Regions from separate parts of the Callithrix jacchus genome. Here region 2 is linked to region 1. A link is a contact called in public Hi-C data. All regions are on one chromosome and are shown on one strand. Each heading gives the region's core, a stretch centred on a gene start, on an enhancer-like site or on the middle of the called end of the contact. The rest is flanking DNA. Distances are from core to core; before and after follow the strand shown. Region 1 overlaps FANK1 (fibronectin type III and ankyrin repeat domains 1). Region 2 holds the start of ADAM12 (ADAM metallopeptidase domain 12).

Region 1 (2,700 bases), core at 7-2,506:
ACCAAGAGTTAGAAGGGCTGAGTTGTCCAAGGTTGCCCAGTTAGGAGAGGGCAGGATTAGAGCCAAGGCCAAGTCTTTCATGAGGCTCACTCCTTCCCTTTAGTATTTAGTAAATGCTGCAGTATCAACCAATTCACTGTATGTCTCCATGCTTATTAAATTTTGAATACAGATGAATATCTCATGTAAATGTGATCCTCTCCCCCAAAGTGTTAAAAGAAAGGGGATACCTAAAAATATTCCAGAAAGTGCTAACTGCTTGAGATGCTAGTTCTAAGGACACACCCCCAACCACCTCTCTTCCCTGACCCCCTCTACTCCACAGCCTCAATCTTACCTGAGCGGCCAGGCTCTCCCAGTGCGGGTGGGGGATCAGGGTAGAGAGGTGGTTGGGGGTGTGTACTTAGAACCCAACATCTCAAGCAGTTAGCACTTTCTGGAAGATTTAGCGCATCCTAGCCAGGAAGATCTGCAGCATGCAATGGTTGGAAAATGAAACAAGTTCACTGCATGCTTATAAGCTTGAGGACCATTTATAGCAAAGACCAGGGCTTTTGGCATTGGGATATAATCAATGTCATGTCAATTCCAGCTTCCACAAGAGGTAATGAGCACTTCACAGTTTAAGAACAAAGGGACACCTCACAGAAGAGAGGGGAATGACTTAATTGTTCATCAGTCCTTGCTTGCTGAGCAGTAACCGTGGTTCATTTCTGGGGTGTGAGAGCTCTTTCTCAGAGTTAACCATCCGCTACTACCAGGAGGGAAAGGAGGGACTGAGGATTACACTGGAACCTGTGTGAAGCAACAGAGACACTGAAACATCTCCGTTTACATGAATTTGATAAAGAAACAGAAAAGAAATGAAAAGACCCTTGTTTGCAGTGCACAGCAATTCCTTCTACTCCCACTATCAGCAGGAGTCCTGCAGAACAGAGAGGAAATTCCAGGGTGAACAGAATGTTCCATTCCTCCCACCCCTGAATCCTTCACGACTTTGTGGGCCTGGCCCAAGGGAATGCTATCAGTAAGTGTAATTGAATATTTTTAAAAGGCTGGCTGTTGCTTTGTGGGTTTGTTTTTCTAGTGTTTACCCTGAGTGTCACAATTAGAAACATCAAACTGATTCTGCCCATGGTGAGGATGTCAGCCCATGCCCATGTAAGCCAGATAGAACTCACCAGTCAGGGCCAGGTGAACAGGGACACCGGTGAGGAGAAGGGCAGAGCAGGGCAGAGTGGGCTTGAGGAAGCCGTCACTCATGTTCTCTAAGAGGGTCATTTAGCTGCAGATGTACCAGCAGATAGTATAATGTGGTGATAACCCCTTTCTTGGTGGAATTTTAAGTCTTTATTAAAAGCAGTGAATAAATCAGGAGCTCATTGGAGAAGATATTTGCCAATTAACAAGTAGCAGCTGTTTTTCTTTCTTTATAAGGGCCCAACTGATTAAAACTGTATGCCTCATTTAAGCAAGAATCCCGTGTACTTTACCTGGGGAAAAAAAAAAGGCTGTGCATTTTTTATTCAAACAAAGTGCATGCCTCTGTGATTCATTAAAACACTCTGAAACTGAATGCAAATTATCACCACACGAAGCATTTGCTCTTGCTCTGTATCATGTGCACAATTTTAATTCTTTGTTTAGTATGATCTGCCTCCTTAGGAGAATCTGCTTTGGATATTATAAATATATAACAATAGCTTAAGGGAACGGCAGCCAGCCCACAGAGGCAGCAGCCTGCCCCAGCCAGGAGGAGGAGGAAACCTGATCCTCACCACCTAGTACAGCCCCCTTGAGGCTGAGAAGGCTTCCTGGCTGCAGGCAGTGATGCTATTATCTGGCAATGAAATGGCCAGGATCACTTCCCCCCCCCTCCCCCACACACACACCCCTGGTCACCACCTCACACTCATCCCTGCAGGTCTCATCTAATCACTCATGGAAGCCATGGGGCCATAAAGACAAACACCCTGCACCAGCTCTCCATGGCTGCCTCTGGAGCCAGCTCAGTGAGGAGAAGGCACACCCGGCCCACAGGCACAGCCTGATCTAGTTTGGCTGTGTCCCCACCCAAATCTCATCTTGAATTGTAGCTCCCATCATTCCCATGTGTCATGTCATGGAAGGGACCTGGTGGGAGGTAATTGGATCATAGGGGTGGGTCTTTCCCATGCTGTTCTCCTGATAGTGAATAAGTCTCATAAGATCTGATGGTATTATGAAGGGAATTTCCACTGCACGTGCTCTCTCTTGCCTGCCGCCATGTAAGACCTGCCTTTCCTCCTCCTTTGCCTTCCACCACAGTTGTGAGGCCTCCCCAGCCATGTAGAACTGTGAGTCCATTAAATTTCTTTCCTTTATAAATTACCCAGTCTTGGGTATGTCTTTATTAGCAGCATGAGAACACACTAATACATAGCCCTTCCTAAAAGAACTCCAAATGGTACATCAACCCCATGTAAACTCAGGCCAGGAGGTCCAGAAGCCCGTGCCCTGGCTTTGATGTGCTATTAAGAGGATGCTAGAGGCCACCTGAAGCCAACCATGGAAGGCTGCGGAACAACCACATTCACCTTCACCTGGAAGGTTCAGGTAGACTCTCACTGGCCAGCAGAAAACTAATCCATCTCCCAACTGACATAAATGCAACCTGAGAAAACCAGGGTTTCTTTTCATACTCTATTCTGCCACTGATGA
Region 2 (2,700 bases), core at 104-2,603, 400 kb before region 1:
GTTAGATACGACCCAGGGCTTGAACCAGGCCTGGTTTCCAGATACAGCAGCACTGGGAAGGGCGGGGGAGCCTGTGCTTCCCACTAAGGTTTAAAACCTAAAATTTTTAAAAAGTCCTGCACCGTGTTAGGAGGTTCCACCCGGTCTTTGGGAACACTGCGAAACTGGTGGTGGGAGAGAAATCCTGAGAAAAGCTCCTCTGCAGTAGGAAGACGTGGTATGGAAGGCAGCTTCCTCAAAGCCTGGGTAACGGCCTCGTAGGAGTGAGTGCTCAGTTGGGAACCGGTGAGAGCTCGCAGGACTAGGACGGAATTTCTGCAGGCGGTTCTAGGTCTGAGCAGGACAGTAGAATCACCTGAGGCTTTGGAAACTATTGAGCTCCACGCATTGTAGGAAATTGTGTTAACTGGTTACTGGGGGTGGCACTGTCTTTATTCTAATAAGTCCCCAAGGTTGGGAATCATGGTCGCCCGGAAGGTGGGCATCAGCCATCCTCCATAGCTGCAGCCATTTTTGTCTGTGCGACCCCCTGGTTGTTGCTTTTGGTGGCCGAGCCAGGCTGAAGAGGTGAGGTCAGCCTGGAACTGGATGAGAAGGCAAGGCCCACCATTCTTTGCTTTGTGTTTCTCCAAACACCCTGGCTCCCCTGGCCCCAGAGCCTGGAGAGTCTCATTCCGAAAGCGTAGGAGGGCGCCCGGGATGTTTTTAGCAAGCCAACCCAGGTGCTTCTTACAATCAGGAAAGTTCGGGAAACGACACTGTACTCCCTTTTCTGGGTCCAGGTCCTGGAAAGGAAACATGAGCCCATCTATCAACGTGAAGCCTGACACTGTAGATTAAAAGGAATGCCCAGGTGCTTTGTGCCTGAGTCCAGGCTTGTTTCCGGGGCGCGAGATGCCCCGTTGGGCGCCTAGGGCCGGACGAGGGGCGCGCGCCGGGCTGTGGGCCGCTGTGGAGACCCGACTCGAGGGTTCCCGGCTAGCCAGGGAGCGAGCAGCCGAGTCATCGTTTCCAGCTTCAGACTGGAAAGCTGGACGGTGCCGCCGCGTGTGCTCTTGGCAGCCGGGCGCCCCGGGCCCCGCGGCCACATCATCCTGGGGCGGGGACGTGTGCGCTCCGGGCGCCCGGCTGCCACCGAGCCACGTCTATGCCGCCGGCGCGCGCGGCCAGGGAGGCGCCCTGACCCAAGCCGCCCACCCCCGGGGCTGAGCGAGCCGCGGCTCGGGGCGGGACCCTGGCGGGGGGACCCGAGCGGTCTCTAGGACCCGCGGGACGCCGCCGACGGGCGGGGGTGCGGGGGAGACATAATTTGTTCCGTGGTAATGAGAACGGTGACTGCTGGCCGCAGATCCATTCCACAGTCCGGCCTCCTCTCACTAACGCTCCTCCTCGTCCCCGGGCCAACTCGGACAGTTTGCTCATTTATTGCAACGGTCAAGGCTGGCTTGTGCCAGAACGGCGCGCGCGCGCGCACGCACACACGGGGGCAAACTTTTTTAAAAATGAAAGGCTAGACGAGCTCAACGGCGGCGCGGGCGCTGTGCGAGGGCTCCGGAGCTGACTCGCCGCGGCAGGAAATCCCTCCGGTCGCGACGCCCGGCCCCGGCTCGGCGCCCGCGTGGGATGCTGCAGCGCTCGCTGCCGGGCTCGAGAGCTGCTGCACAGAAGGCCGGCGACGATGGCAGCGCGCCCGCCGCCCGCGCCCCCCGCCCGCGCCCTCCTGCTCGCCCTGGCCGGGGCTCTGCTAGCTCCCCGCGAGGCCCGAGGTAAGTCACGGAGCCCGGGCGGCTGGCTCTGCCCGCCCCGCCGGGGACACACACGCTGCGCCCCGGCACGCCGAGGTCCGGGGCTGCCCTGAGGGGCGGCGCGCCAGGGCGCAATTCCGGAGTCCCCCGGGCTCGCGCTTCCAGCGCGGCGAGACCGACCCCCTCCCAGGTACCAGTTCCCCGGGGAAGGGGACACTTGGTCCGCAGCCCCACAGGGACCAGTGCCTGCCTCGGCGGGCACAGCCTCGGGACCGCTCCCCCGTCCACACCCTCCTGGGTGACATTTGCAGTTGTCTCTGTTTCTTGACAATTACACGTGTCTCTCGGGACGATGCGTGTCGGGTCCTCTTGCTGGCCCTGTCCCACAGTGATACCCCCACCACAGGCTCCGGGCCAGCCCCCGCCTTCCCCGCTTACACACTTGGGGTGGGCGCGCAGCGGCCCGGCAGGTGAGGCAGCCTCCTCCTCCGCAGGTGTGCCTGCTGCGCTCCACCGCGGGCTCAATTTTCATGAACCGACTCTCTTCGCTACTTCTTTAGTTTTCTACCCACCCCTACTCCGCTATTCCTGATTTCCATGTCACTCCCTATCAGTCGCGGGCAAACTTTAGCCGAGTTCTCCCTCCTCCCTCCACTCAGTTTCTCTGCCGTAAATTACCACCCACATCAACTTGGTGTAAAGCGAGAACTTATTTAGGAGTTTAATATGAGGGTCTTATGGTTGTTTTGCAGGCTTAGATTTTCCCGAGTTGTATCCTCTTAAAACAGGGCACCTGTGGATCCCATTTGCACAGTGAGGACTCACCCAGCAGGTGCCTTTTTAAATATCCGGGAGCTTCCCCCGTCACCGCCGCCGCCTTCTTTCTGCCGCCTGGGGCGCTGTCGGTCCACCGATGAACCACTCGCCTTGGCCCCAAGCTCTAAATTTCTATGAT

What was found. Hi-C and Micro-C count contacts between places; a contact is called where the count stands out from the background.
Region 2: a contact with region 1 is called in a Hi-C map of induced pluripotent stem cells, with 2.3 times the contacts expected there. The contact joins the promoter of ADAM12 here to the enhancer-like site in region 1. A contact is called at or near these places in 3 of 3 Hi-C or Micro-C datasets (induced pluripotent stem cells and skeletal muscle).

The regions. Positions count from the first base shown.
Region 1 is chr12:119,311,072-119,313,771 of calJac240_pri, reverse strand. All of the region lies in intron 3 of FANK1 (fibronectin type III and ankyrin repeat domains 1), which reads right to left. Among named protein-coding and RNA genes, the nearest start is that of DHX32, 110 kb to the right of the region's middle. Within about 2 kb of position 1,256, at least 2 of the 16 cell types and tissues checked have an H3K27ac peak or open chromatin away from gene starts, as enhancers often do.
Region 2 is chr12:119,710,398-119,713,097 of calJac240_pri, reverse strand. It overlaps ADAM12 (ADAM metallopeptidase domain 12), which reads left to right and starts at 1,353. Exons shown (of 24, transcript XM_054243454.2): 1 at 1,353-1,766. The coding sequence starts at 1,679.